Linked DNA regions of Mus musculus: regions 2, 3, 4 and 5 are each linked to region 1. The links are chromatin contacts, called in public Hi-C maps. All regions are on one chromosome and are shown on one strand. The core of a region is the stretch at or near the end of the contact, and the rest is flanking DNA. Distances in the headings are between cores, read along the strand shown. Region 1 holds the start of 4933440N22Rik. Region 2 holds the start of Foxj2 (forkhead box J2). Region 3 holds the start of Ogg1 (8-oxoguanine DNA-glycosylase 1). Region 4 holds the start of Creld1 (cysteine-rich with EGF-like domains 1). Region 5 holds the start of Tatdn2 (TatD DNase domain containing 2).

Region 1 (2,651 bases), core at 58-2,557:
TCCCCGGGCTACTGTTTCCGGGTGCTCGGGGCGTGGGCCGAGCGGGGAGCGGACCGGGGATCAGGAGGGCTTCCGGAGGCGCCGCTGGCGCTCGGCAGGCGGGAGTTGAGGAGCAGGCCGGCCGCGCGGTTGACTCGCCCCGCTGAGGCCGTCCCGCGAGCGCGCCTGTGGGGGTTTCCATGGTGACAGTAAACAAGCCTCAACTGCCTCAGCTACAACTGCCAAGTCCCCGGGGTTCCACCCTCCTCTAGGTGCTCTGAGGGCCGGCGAGGTCCGGATGTGAGTGGGAGCGTGGAGCCGAGAAGCCGGAGGTGAGGGCCGCCGGCGGGGTGTGCTGGCGCCTGGGCCCGGCGGGCGTTGGATGGCGGGCGTGGGATCCGGACTCGGAAGGAACGGGGCCGAGGTGGCCGCCGCACAGCCATAGCCGTGCGGAGGCTGCCCACGGAGCTGGGGACCGCGTGGCCGGGGTTTGGGGTCGGGAGCCGAAGTTCAGCGCATTTTCGACGGGGATTGGGCCGCGTGGCCGAGGTGTGCGGTCGGGGGAGCGGGGACTGAGGGCTGGAGTCCGGTCGGTAGGGCCGGGCCTCTGGGCTGAGGTGTGCGGAGGGCCTGGGAGACCGCAGCCGCGGCCCACGCCCGCCCGGAGAAAGCGCGGCTTTCCTCAGAGCCGCCCCCCCACCCCGCCCGCAGGCGCGGCTTCCTCGGCGGGATATTGGGGGGGGGGGTGAGGGTGGAGCGCTTCTCACCCACCGCGGCTTACGCTCTGTCAGCGGCCCCCCGGCAGGCCCGGGCGGTGGTTGTAGTTTGGAGAAAGACGAGCGGGCGCTCACGTGGCCCGAGGCGCCCGGAGTTTCACAAGACTGGGCGGGACGGCTCCGCCCACCGCCCACGCCCGGCCCGAGCGAAGCCGAGCGCCTCGCTTCCTCCTCGTGGCGGCCCGGGAGCTAGGAGCACCGGTCTGCGCCGGTCCCGTCCCCCAGAGGTATCGTGTTAGCGTGTGGGGTGCGGAGTCTTTGCCTAGGTGGGTTAGTCGGCCTTAGCCGCAGTTACGAGCACTTTTGTGCTGTGTTTGTGGAGCCTCACGTGTCTGGGAAAAGTTGAGGTGGGCCCGCTCGGCCTTCCCTCGGCGCGTGCTCTCCGGAGCCTTCCCGACCCGGCGGGATCGGAGAGGCAGCCCCATGTGCCCTAAGACTCCCACCCAGCGACCTTTTCTGCCCCTGCCAGTCCGGGAACAAACAAATGGGCCTCTTTCCTACCTGCAAGTCGGGCTGCGGAGTAAGCGGGCGAGCGAGCGCGGGTGGCCGCCATGTGGCTGTGCGGGATCGGTCTCCTGAACCTGGGCAGTTTTGTTTACGGAACTTTTGGGCTTATTTTAGTCGGTTTCCTTTAATGTTTATTTGTGCGTGGAGGTGAGGGGATAAGGTGAAGAAATGGATTTTTCCAGCACTGGGTCCTTGGGATTGAATTGAGGGTCCCTGTCACAATGATCTATCGCTCTGTCCAGGGGGTGGTTTAAATATTTAATTCTTCTAGTTGAACAAGACAGACGATATCTGGAAATAGTTAATACTTAAGTCTTTCTTCCCTTCGTGCTGCGGAGTGGAGGTCAAAACGTGGTTCAGTTCTTCCATCTGTGTATTCAGACTGAGCGCAGGTAGCTAAGGTCTGGCAAAAAGTGCGTTAGCCCATTGAACAATGTCGAAGTACTTTTGAGTACGCCGGGTGGCTATGCATGCTTTTGCGCTCAGCGCTCGGAGGTAGATCTCAGTTGAGAACAGTCTTACAGACCAAATCCTGACTTAAATTTTGAACTTTCTGCTTTTCTTATCTCCCTCGTGTTGCCATTAGTCTTACCAGCCTTTTTTTTTTTTTTTAAGTTACAAATCATTATGTAGCCACAGAGGATGACCTTGAATTCCAGATCACTCAGCTCCACCTCTAGATTGGAGTACTAACTCGACCACACCCCATTAGTAGTTACTGGGCATGGCAGGCTTTAGGCACGCTTTGTCAGCCCCATTCTGTCTGTATTATGCCCGTTTTTGTAGTAATTTTTAAAAAAGATTCATGGTTTGATTTGAAGGAAGGCCTGGGCACACTGGATCTAAAAGTAAATGCAAAAGTGATTACTTGTTTCTTGAGGTAGGGTCTAACTATTATATTACGCCTTGGCGCAAAATTACTGTATATTTAGATAAGGCTGGCTTCAAACTCAAGCAACACACCTACTTTTGCTTCCATAGTGCTGTGAATTGCTGGCATTAAAGGCATGTATCACGAAGCACAGCTAATACAAGGGGGTGTGTGTGTGTGTAACAGCTTTCTTTTGTTTTTCGAGACACGGTTTCTCTGTATAGCCCTGGCTGTGGCTGTCCTGGAACTCACTTTCTAGATCAGGCTGGCCTGGAAGTCAGAAATCCGCCCACCTCTGCCTCCCAATTGCTGGGATTAAAGGTGTACACTACCACGCCTGGCTGTATTTTGTACTTTTGAGATGTTTGGTTTTGTTTGGGGGGGGGGTTATTTTGTTCTTTTTGGATTTTCAAGACAGGGTTCTCTTTGTAGCCCTGGCTGTCCTGGAACTCTGAAATGTTTGTTTTATATGTGATTATATTTAAGACTTTAGTAAATGCCGAAATAAAACTACTGAC
Region 2 (2,651 bases), core at 51-2,550, 4.9 Mb after region 1:
AATGCAGACGTTGTATGTGTAATGTGGTTATATGTACAAGAATGTAAGTAAATGGCAGTAGGCATATATTTAGCCAGAAGACAAATGACATCTCTTTCTACAGGGAGTCATCAAACTGTCATCTTTTTGAGCAATTCAAATATCAAGTGAACAATTTCTTTTGTCTTATCATTTTATAATAGAACACAATTGGAGAAAAGTAAGCCAGAGGGTGATATACCTAAGAGTTTGTACTGGAATAGCATGACTGGGGAGGTAAGAGATGGGCTAACCTGGTTCTATTTCCTGTCCCAGGATGGAGATTATTCTGTAAGAAGTAGAGGGATGTGCTGAGAGCCCATTCTATCTCCCTGTGGCACTCAGGATAACATAGTCTATAGAAATGTCACTTGACTTTAGCACAAAGGTAAAAAAAAATGACATTTTATAAGGGAAATGAATAATCATGCTTTGAACCCTTTGTGTACTAGACCATTTTAAAAAGCAACTCGTAAATCATTTCCTTTGGTGACTGCGACATCCATATTAGTAGGCAGGCCAGAGTATCATAGTCCCTTCTTCACAGGCTATGCTTCCAGAAACTAGGGCCTTGCACAAGTTTGCAGAGCCGAAACTAACACAAGACCCCATTTCCCGATGCTCATTTCTCTATAACAGACTCATTTATCTTTTTATACATCCTCGATCCAATCTTTCACTGACCTCCAGGATAAGAGTAAACTTTAACTTCACGCCCGGCCCTATAACCCTTTATAAGCTGTCTGGAAGAGAAAGAGAGGAGCCATCAAATGCGTTTCTGAGAAAACTGGGAATACTTGTCTTAGGCGTAGACCACAGCACAATGAGAGGTGTGTGTGGCCCTTAGCGTGGACGCTGGCATCGCCAGTGCCCGGGACGGAGGGTCGGCGACCCGTGGGCTGCGGGGCTCCGCGCTCCTCCTTAACCCGCGCCGGGAGGCGGCGGCCGCGGCGGCGGGAGGGGGAGGGGCGCGGAGCGCGGCGCCGAGGCCGGGGAGGAGCCGGGGCCTGCAGCGGAGCTGAGCCGAGCCCGAGCCGAGCCCCGACGCGCTCCGTCCGCCTGCCGGCTCCTGGCTGCCCCGACCGGTCGGAGCCTCAGAGGTGGCAGCGCGGGGAGCCCCACGCTCCGGGAAGCGCGGCGGACGGGGGACGTGACCCGGGAGGCGCTGCCGCCCGGCAGCGGGTGACGGGAGCCCGGACCGCGGCCTCCGGGACCCTGCTGTCCAGGCCGGCCGGCCAGGCGGGCGGGAGCCGGAGTGCGAGGACCCCACCCTCGGGACACCCTGTGCCGGGACCTGCTCCCTCTCCCTTGGGAGGGAGGACCCTCCCTACTCCCCGGACAGCCAGAAGAGATCGCCGCAGGGCACGCGGCTGTCCCTCCCACGGTGGCTCCAGCGGAGACCCCCAGAAGTCGGGAAGGGTAGTGAGACCTGAAGGACCCGGAGTGAGACCTCCCTCACGCCTCAGCGCACTCCAGACAGTTTGGGACTTTTGAGGCAGAGAGAAAGGGAGCCATGCCTGTGGAGTAGGCACCCCGCATCCCACCCGGGACTCACCGCGGAGAGGCGTCCTGATACGCACAAGCCAGGACCCTCCAGGGAACCGCCAGGAATTGGTTCCAGTTTGCTGGAGAGTAGAAGACCTCGCCCCTCAACTTCCGTGCACCTAGACAGTGGACCGGGGCAGAGCCCCTCCACTCAGATCTCCAACTGACAGAAAGAGCCCTCAGCCCCTGAAAGATCCAGTTTGGGGGGGGAGGGGGATTCCCCCAAAGGGGAGGAGACAACTCCTGGCTGGGAGAGGCTCCTCCCCTCCTCCCTAGGGTAGCAGGCAGGGGGTGGGGGGTGTGCCATCTTCCCCAGGTAGGTCCTCCCTCTCCCCCTCCTCCTCCTTCGACTCCTCTTCCTCAGGGGACTCAGTTCCCTGCTCCAGCCTGGGAGGCTCCGCCAGGCACTGGAAGAGTCACTGAGGATGCCACCTGTCACCTGCCTCTGAAGAGGGGAATCCCTGCAACCTCAAACTTCTGTACCAGGTGGTTTCCTCCAGCGGCGGGGGGAGCCTTGGAGACAGGTTAGTGCTTTCCGTTCTGTAGTCTTTAGACACCAGGAGGTGTGGGGAGCGGAAATGGTGGAGCTTAGGGTTCATTCGAAGGGAAGAAGAAAGACCCCTGGGAAATGTCTTCCGATGGAACTTTTGCACTGGAACCCACATGTTGCTTCAGAGACTCTGAGAAATGGCCTTTTAAGATTTTGGAGTCCAAAGGGTTGGGTCATTTGCAGCCCCTAGAGAAGTTGATGCTTTGGACTGAGAACAGACAACAGGTGCGTTTTCAGGACGCCATGGTGTTAGTAACTCAGGACACAGCACAGTCAGAATCCCACAGCACTGTCCATCTTTGGGTCTTGTCCTCTGGTGACTGGACCTGCAGTAAATGACCTGCAGTCGTGGGGGCATTTTATGGATTGTATTGTATCGTCCAGGGCATGCCTAAGTCAGTTTAATATTCAACAGACGTCTTCTTTCCAGTCTATTACAATGACTGCTTGCCTGACTGGCGACAGGTCCCCGCCCACTCTGTCTTGGATACCAGGAGGGAGGCCCCTTTTGACAACCCTACTTCAGGCTGGATATCTG
Region 3 (2,651 bases), core at 54-2,553, 4.6 Mb before region 1:
AGGTAATCACAGTAAAACATGGATGCTGAGAGCCTTACAGCTACTGCTTAATGAAACTGAGACAAAAGACCCAGTTTGTTTGATGTTGGTTAATAGTGTTCTAGCAGGTGTGCTGTGCCTTTCTGTAGACACACACACACACACACTAATCAGCATCCAGCCCTGCCCTTGAGTCTGTAGTCCAATAATTTAGGCACAACCCGAAAATTTCTCTGCTTGATGGAAAATGCCCTAGTGTGTCAAACTAGTGTCCGAAGTTCATGTTTCTTTCTTTCTTTTTTTCTTTTCTTTTTTTGTTTGTTTTTGGAGACAGGGTTTCTCTGTGTTGCCCTGGCTGTCCTAGAACTCACTCTGTAGACCAGGCTGGCCTCAAACTCAGAAATCTGCCTGCCTCTGCCTCCCAAAGTGCTGGGATTAAAGTCATGCGCCATAACTGCCCGGCTGAAGTTCATATTTCTTAGCCTAAGCATTCTTTTTTTGTCTTAAAAAATTATAAATGATATAGTCCTTTTTGGAACAAGGTGGCTGGTGCTGGTTGTGTTGGTCCCTTAGGCTGCCTAGAGCCACACACTGGCATTTGGACGGAGTGAACTCCAAAGAAAGCCCATCTCTCCACGCTCGGACTGGAGCGGGTAGCTGTGCCGCAGGCTGTAGCCAGGGCGAGCAAACCTGAGACTGGCCTCTGAAGCCTGGGAAGCCCGAGATGGCGCATTCGGGGCCTCCTGACAAGACGTGGAGGGGACAGCGCTGAAAAATCACTGCCTCAGAAGAGGCTCGGTGGAGAAAGGCTTGAGCAGGGGAGGATGAGATTCTTTCGGTTTATTTCTTGAGACAGAGTCTCGCCATGAAGCCCAGCCTAGTTAAGCTTCAAACGTGCCTCCCGCCTCTGCCTACCGAGTTCTGGGACGACCGGTGTGTACCACTACGCCCCGCAATGATGTGGCTCCAGTGCGGGCCAGCACGAGAAGTTGCAGGCAGGCCCTGAGATTGCACCGAAAGCCCTGAAATGGCAGAGCCGGGTCTCTGGCAGCCAATCGCCAAGCAGCGAGGCCAGCAGGCCAACCGCTCCCACCTCACAGGCCCGCCCACTCCGGCACTCCCGAGTTCTCATTGGTGCTTCGTACTTTCTTCTCGGATTGGCTACCTCTAGGGTCAAATAAGCGGGAGCAAGGATCTACTTCCGGTGGGAGTAAACTGGGACCCGGAAGAACCATACTGGCGCGCCTTTCCAAACCTCGAGGGCTGCGCAGGAGGAGGAGGCGCGCGCCGGGAGGTCCTGGGGGCGGGGCCACGTCCGGAGGAAGAGGCGGGGCGTGCTGCACGGGAGAGCGGAGTGGGGCGTTTAGGGGTTTGGTGGTGTGCGAGAGGCTTTCCTACGAGGAGAGGGAAATTCATTCAACAGGGACTCAAATTAAAATTACACCGGACCCATAAGCTAGGACCCACGGTGCTACACTCCCGGTGTGTGTGGTCACTTGTGTGCGAGGCTTTAGGACTTGGGAAAGTCGAGTTCTGATTGGACAGTGCCGTAATGGGCTGGGGCTGCTAGCCGAATGTTATTCCGTTCCTGGCTGCCTAGCAGCATGAGACATCGCACCCTAAGCTCCAGCCCGGCCCTCTGGGCCTCTATCCCGTGTCCACGCTCTGAGCTGCGTCTGGACTTGGTTTTAGCTTCTGGACAGTCCTTCCGGTGAGTGACTGCACTTGGGAGGACTGTTCCCTAGGATGTTGACTTCTCAGTGCTGCCCACTCGGGATACAGAGAATGTTGGGAGCAATAGATGAGAGTACATTTTGGAGTCTAAGCACCGGTGGTTTGCCTTTTAACCTTCTTTAGGAAGTAGAGGTGATGACTGTGCAGGATTATGAGGACCATGCAATAAAAATCAGTGGGGGAAGCTGAGGGATGCACTCAGTAATAAGAGTGCTTGCTTTTCACGCACTTGGCTCTTGGTTCAATCCCCAGTACCGCTTCTTTTTTATTTTTAAGATGAAAACTACACCGGGGGTGGTGGCACACGCCTTTAATCCCAGCACTCGGGAGGCAGAGGCAGGTGGATTTCTGAGTTTGAGGCCAGCCTGGTCTACAAAGTGAGTTCCAGGACAGCCAGGGCTATACAGAGAAACCCTGTCTCGAAAAAACAAACAAACAAAAAGATGAAAACTAGCGGGGGGGGGGGGGGGGGCGGCTGGAGAGATGGCTCAGTGGTTAAGAGCACTGACTGCTCTTTTGGAGGTCCTGAGTTTAATTCCAAGCAACCATATGGTGGCTCACAACCATCCATAATGAGATCTGATGCCCTGTTCTGGTGTGTCTGAAGACAGGGACAGTGTCCTTACATATAAATAAATAAATAAATAAATAAATCTTAAAAAAGAAAGAAAGAAAGAAAACTAGCCGGGCAGTGGTGGCACATGCCTTTAATCCCAGCACTTGGCAGGCAGAGGCAGGCAGATTTCTGAGTTTGAGGCCAGCCTGGTCTACAGAGTGAGTTCCAGGTCAGCCAGGGCTACACAGAGAAACCCTGTCTCGGGGAAAAAGAAAGAAAAGAAAGAAAGAAAAAGAAAGAAGACATACCACTTTTATTTATAACTAATTAGTCAGTTTACAGGTGGGACATTTGTAAAACAGAAAGGACCTTAACGAGTTCA
Region 4 (2,651 bases), core at 69-2,568, 4.4 Mb before region 1:
TAGGCTTCAGGGGCAATATCAGCTGCAATCTGAATGCACTTGATGCTGTTGTCCATATTTACAGGCATGGAAACGGAGGCAGGTCACAGAGACACATGGAGCTTTTTCAGTGCGTGGGCTCTGACAAATGCGACTTTGGGGCAGATCACTTCATGTATATAGACTCATTTTTTTTCTCCTCCGATAAGGTGGAGTAAAAGATAAAGGTTTCTTACTAGCCCATTATTTTCCCCTGTCTATTCCAGACATCCACAGGCGCTGGGTCCTAGTATGGCTGGCCTGCCTACTCTTGGCTGCGGCGCTTTTCTTCTTCCTCCTTCTAAAAAAGGACCGCAGGAAAGGTGAGTGCTTTCCTGTCCTGGTTTCCCAAGGACAGTCTCAAACAGTGGCGCTGGGGCTCAATTGGGTGGAGGGAAGGCAGGTCCGGGCTCACCCTCACAGGCTCCACTATCCCTGTAGCGGCCCGTGGCTCCCGCACGGCCTTGCTCCTCCACTCCGCCGACGGAGCGGGCTACGAGCGTCTGGTGGGAGCACTGGCGTCCGCGTTGAGCCAGATGCCACTGCGCGTGGCCGTGGACCTGTGGAGCCGCCGCGAGCTGAGCGCGCACGGAGCCCTAGCCTGGTTCCACCACCAGCGACGCCGTATCCTGCAGGAGGGTGGCGTGGTAATCCTTCTCTTCTCGCCCGCGGCCGTGGCGCAGTGTCAGCAGTGGCTGCAGCTCCAGACAGTGGAGCCCGGGCCGCATGACGCCCTCGCCGCCTGGCTCAGCTGCGTGCTACCCGATTTCCTGCAAGGCCGGGCGACCGGCCGCTACGTCGGGGTCTACTTCGACGGGCTGCTGCACCCAGACTCTGTGCCCTCCCCGTTCCGCGTCGCCCCGCTCTTCTCCCTGCCCTCGCAGCTGCCGGCTTTCCTGGATGCACTGCAGGGAGGCTGCTCCACTTCCGCGGGGCGACCCGCGGACCGGGTGGAACGAGTGACCCAGGCGCTGCGGTCCGCCCTGGACAGCTGTACTTCTAGCTCGGAAGCCCCAGGCTGCTGCGAGGAATGGGACCTGGGACCCTGCACTACACTAGAATAAAAGCCGATACAGTATTCCTAACCAAGTAGCACTCGTGTATCTGTTCCGAGGACCCGCTAACAGAGCCTTTAACCCCGCTGCCCTTTAAAGCCCGGACAGGTGCAGCCCGGAGCCGCTTCTGGTTGGCTAGTGTAGGGTGACGCCATGGCACATGGCTTTCCATAATTGGCTGGGAGAAGGCCCCGCCCTCCGGACTGCGGCGTTGAAGAAGGGTGTACTTTTTACGGAGGCGGTGGCTTTGAGGCGACTCGGCCCACAGCGCCCGGGGCGGAGGCGGGGACTTTTTTTTTTTTTTTTTCCCTCCTCCTCTAAGGTCTAGCAGGGTTTGGATCCTCCCAGTCCTGTTTCAGGCTGTGCCTCCATCTCCCAAAGAGGCTCTGAACTTGACCCCTTCTCTTCATATCCGGATCCGGGCTCCTCCTCCAGGACCGCCCATCCGCCTTTCTCTCGGAATATTTTGGGATCCAACCCTCTCTCTAATTTTGGCCCCTAATAACTCACTGAGACCCTAAAACAATGGGCTGACGCTTATTCTTTTGCCCGCGATCCCGGCCACCTCCCCCTACGGTAACGGAGAAATAATTTCTCTGCTGGAATCGTAGATTAGGCTCTTTCACCCCTTCCAGCGCCTCTGCTTCCACTACCCCAGTTTATCCTCGTTTTGTAATTACGTAGGTCTGGGGCTCTGAGCCCCAAGGCGCCTCGCTTTCCTCCCTTACAGCCTGGCTTCTCCAGTGAACCCTCCCCCTGCCCTCTATCTGCACGTCCCCAGCCTGGGAAAAGATGGCTCCACTGCCCCCAAGGGGCCTGGTCCCATCTCTGCTCTGGTGCTTGAGCCTGTTTCTGAGCCTCCCAGGACCTGTCTGGCTCCAACCCTCTCCTCCTCCCCATCCTTCTCCCCGAGCTGAGCCCCATCCGTGTCATACCTGCCGGGCACTGGTGGACAACTTCAACAAGGTGGGTGCACTAATAGCCACGAGGGAGGGGCCCATTATTGGAGAGCAGGGAGCTCTCTCTGCAAATCTGCATGGTGTCTAGTCCCAGTGTGGGTTGCTGGCTTTAACTGTATGGCATTTGGGTAAGGTGTGTCACAGTGCCTCAGTTTTCTGGTCAATAACATAAAATAATGAAATGTTAGAATGTTAGGCCGGGAGTGCCGGCACATTCCTTTAGTCCCAGCACTGGGGAGGCAGAGGCAGGTGGATCTCTGAGTTCCAGGGCATCCTGGTCTACAGACCAAGTTCCAGGACAGCCAGGACTATGCAGAGAAACCTTGTTTCAGAAACAACAACAAAACAAAAAACAAACTAATAAAAAATCCAAATGAATGTGTCTAGCTCTGTACTTAGATATTCCTAATTTCTTCCATATGCAGGGCCTGGAGAGAACCATCCGGGACAACTTCGGGGGTGGAAACACGGCCTGGGAGGAAGAGAAGTTGTCCAAATACAAAGACAGGTAAGAAGGTGGGGGCAGGGTATCTACCCCAACTCTGGGTTTCTGTTGATGATGTTGGATAGATTCTCTGCGGAAGCATTTCGCTCCCCAGATCCTGAACATTTACAGTAC
Region 5 (2,651 bases), core at 94-2,593, 4.2 Mb before region 1:
CCCCCCCCCCAAAAAAAAAAGAAAAACCCCACAAACAAATAGAGATGGCTTCTGGGATGGTTAACCTTCACTGTGAACTTGGGTTAACAACCCTCTAGGAGTTAGATATGCTCTGGCTGTGACTAGGAGGGAGTTTACCGAGAGGATGAACTGAAGACAGAAGACTCTGAGTATGGGAGGTGCTATTCCATGGGTTTGGCTCCTGCATTGGGTAATTAAAAAAAAAAAAAAAAGTGAAGGCCAGCTGAGTGTGGAGAGCCTTTAGTTCTTGCCACCACAGCTGTTGGCCAAGAGCAGTCTGGGAATGAAGTAGTAGGACAAACTCTTTTCTTTACTGTTTTGGTTCTGGGGGGCGGGGGCATTTTAAGTGTCACAGGCTGGTCTGGAATTCCTGACCCTCCCCTCCAACACCTCCAGAGGGCTGCGATTACTTACAGACTTGTGTGACACCTGGGTAATTTGGTGATTAGGATCAAAAGCTTGCTTCTCCTGTAAGTGCTCTGCTATTGAGCTGCAATCATTACCTTTTCTGGGGTTGGTGTGGGAAGGTTTGAAACAGGGTCTCAAGAAGTTAGGAGGTGACCTTGAACTCTGGATCCTCTGTCCTACGGCTCTCTTGATGTGGGGTTATATCTCTTCTTTTCTTTCTCTCTCTCTCTCTTTTTTTTTCTTTTCTTTTGATCTCACTCGGAAGCCTAGGTTGATCGGAACTCATTAGCTATCCCAAACTGGCTTCGAACTCAGCAGTTCCCCAGCCTCAGCGACCCAAATGGAATTACCAATGTGAGCTACTATGGCTGCTTCAGGCACCTCTCTGTTCTCCCCACCCCCCGCTATTAAAATTTTTTTAGTTGTAGTCAGGTTCTAAAACGTCTAGGCTGGACTTTGTCAATCGTCCTGCCTCTTCTTCCTGAGCAGTTGGTTTTACAGGTCTATCCGGCAGGCCTGGTTCTGTTTTTTGTGTGTGTATGGCTTGTGCCTGCTAACCCCAATTCCGTCACTTTCTGGGTGTGTCGCTTGGTTTTTATCGAGCCACAGTTTCCTGCGTTGTTTTTTTTAAAAAAAAAAAAAAAAGGGGGAGGGGGGATGGGTGAGTAGGTGAGTGAGTGACAATGTTTGGCACGCGCGTCCGGTACCAAGAGGCCCGCCAAGTTACCCTCCATCGGTATTTTCGGCTCCCGGGCGTCCCCAGCAGGCCCTTCGCGCGGATCCAGGGCCACGTGAGAAGCTCCGCCACATATCGCTCCCAACCAACCACAGAGCTTCGTGAGGCGTAGGGGCACGCCCCAGAACGTCGGACCAACAGGCGCGCTCCGTCTTGCCCGAAGTCACGCCCCTCTCCCGTTGGAGCAATCGGCGCCGTCCCTGACGCCGGCTCCGCCCCTGCCGCACGCCGGCCGCCGGCCGCTGGGCAGGTTCCGCGGAGCTGACGCCGAGGTTGCGAAGTAGGCGGCGGGGCCGAGGCCTTGGATGAGGGCGCGGTGCGGCGCTGGGCCGGGTCAGCTGGAGGAGCGGAGGTGACTTCCGGCGCGCGGCTCCGGAGGCCAGTGGCTCCCTCAGGCCCGGGGCGGGACGGGGCGGCGGGAGGCGAGCGGCCACCCCGCCCGCGGCCCGCCCTTGGCGTCCGGGGCCTGCGGGCGCGTGCGGCCCAAAAGGCGGCTCCGCACGCGCTCGGCCCCCCGCGCAGGGCTTCGGAAGGCAGACCGCTGCACCGCGCCGCGCCGCGCCGGAAGCGCCTCGGCGTCTCGGGAGTGGCGCGCTGTTGACAGCCGCGCTCGCGGACTTGGGCTGCGCGTTGTTCGGGCTCGGCGCTCGGCCCGCGGACGCTTCTCGGAGCGCTGTGGCGTCCCCGAAGCCCGTAGCACTGGAATGGGCAGACGACAGGAACGGGAAAGGTCAGTGGGGCCGATTCCCGCCGTTGCCCTAGCGGCTTCCCGGCGGTGTGAGGCGAGCAGCCGCCAAGGCTGCTGCTACAATCGTCGTTCCTCTGTCCCTGGCAGGTGCCCATGGCGTCGGAGCGGCGCAAGGTCAAGTATCACTGGGGCAGCACGTCGGAAGGGTGTCCCAGCAAGCGCAGCCGCCCCCGGGAGCCCGGCAATGTGGCCCCCTCCAGCCGGCCAGGTCGCAGGTGTGCGTCGCGTCCTCGAGGGGCCAGCAGCCCCCAGCGTCTGAAAGTCCGGCGCGGGGACGATGTGGCCCGCGCTCCTCGGAGCTCAGTCCGCCGTCGCACCTCCTCTTCCTCTTCTTCGTCCTCTCTCTCTTCGGGCTCAGGTGTGGGTGAGGCCGCTTCCCCTGGCTTCCTGATTGCGAGCCCTCGGAGACTATTTACGTCCAAGGGGTCCCCTCTGCACCCTGCCCACTCCTCTCTAGAAGAAATGGCTTCTCTACGGAAGGAAGCTTGTAGCGTTAAGGTACGTGGCAGCGACGTCTGGCAAACAGTGAAGTCCCTTGCACGTGGTTTGAGGGGTGGAGAGAAGACATTTGGTGGGAAGAGAATAAAAATTAGATCTTTCCTGTGGAGGGCCTGGTGTGTGTGTGGGGGGGGGCGAGGGGGAGGGTGTTGAGGGGTAGAGCTCAGTATGGAGGGGGTTTTCAAACTTGGTGGCATTTGGAACTACTAGGAAAGCCTGATAATGGTTGTGGTCTGCCAT

Evidence for each region. A called contact is a pair of places that touch in the nucleus more often than the background predicts.
Region 2: a Hi-C map of CD8 T cells shows a contact between it and region 1, with 4 times the contacts expected there. The contact joins the promoter of Foxj2 here to the promoter of 4933440N22Rik in region 1. A contact is called at or near these places in 5 of 484 Hi-C or Micro-C datasets (B cells, CD4 T cells, CD8 T cells and 1 more).
Region 3: a Hi-C map of B cells shows a contact between it and region 1, with 6 read pairs. The contact joins the promoter of Ogg1 here to the promoter of 4933440N22Rik in region 1. A contact is called at or near these places in 1 of 39 promoter capture datasets (pre-B cells) and 1 of 484 Hi-C or Micro-C datasets (B cells).
Region 4: a Hi-C map of myocytes shows a contact between it and region 1, with 6 times the contacts expected there. The contact joins the promoter of Creld1 here to the promoter of 4933440N22Rik in region 1.
Region 5: a Hi-C map of erythroblasts shows a contact between it and region 1, with 5 times the contacts expected there. The contact joins the promoter of Tatdn2 here to the promoter of 4933440N22Rik in region 1.

Annotation. Positions count from the first base shown.
Region 1 is chr6:117,906,898-117,909,548 of GRCm38.p6, forward strand. 4933440N22Rik reads right to left here and starts at 1,308. Exons shown (of 2, transcript XM_017321877.1): 1 at 1,207-1,308; 2 at 1-944. The coding sequence starts at 1,308. The coding sequence ends at 213. All of the region lies in intron 1 of Hnrnpf (heterogeneous nuclear ribonucleoprotein F), which reads left to right.
Region 2 is chr6:122,818,884-122,821,534 of GRCm38.p6, forward strand. It overlaps Foxj2 (forkhead box J2), which reads left to right and starts at 1,301. Exons shown (of 11, transcript NM_021899.3): 1 at 1,301-2,087.
Region 3 is chr6:113,325,673-113,328,323 of GRCm38.p6, forward strand. It overlaps Ogg1 (8-oxoguanine DNA-glycosylase 1), which reads left to right and starts at 1,304. Exons shown (of 7, transcript NM_010957.4): 1 at 1,304-1,690. The coding sequence starts at 1,554.
Region 4 is chr6:113,482,038-113,484,688 of GRCm38.p6, forward strand. It overlaps Creld1 (cysteine-rich with EGF-like domains 1), which reads left to right and starts at 1,319. Exons shown (of 10, transcript NM_133930.2): 1 at 1,319-2,039; 2 at 2,458-2,540. The coding sequence starts at 1,866. It overlaps Il17rc (interleukin 17 receptor C), which reads left to right. Exons shown (of 18, transcript NM_178942.1): 17 at 246-341; 18 at 460-1,126. The coding sequence ends at 1,082.
Region 5 is chr6:113,695,707-113,698,357 of GRCm38.p6, forward strand. Tatdn2 (TatD DNase domain containing 2) reads left to right here and starts at 1,344. Exons shown (of 8, transcript NM_001347356.1): 1 at 1,344-1,895; 2 at 2,001-2,411. The coding sequence starts at 2,007.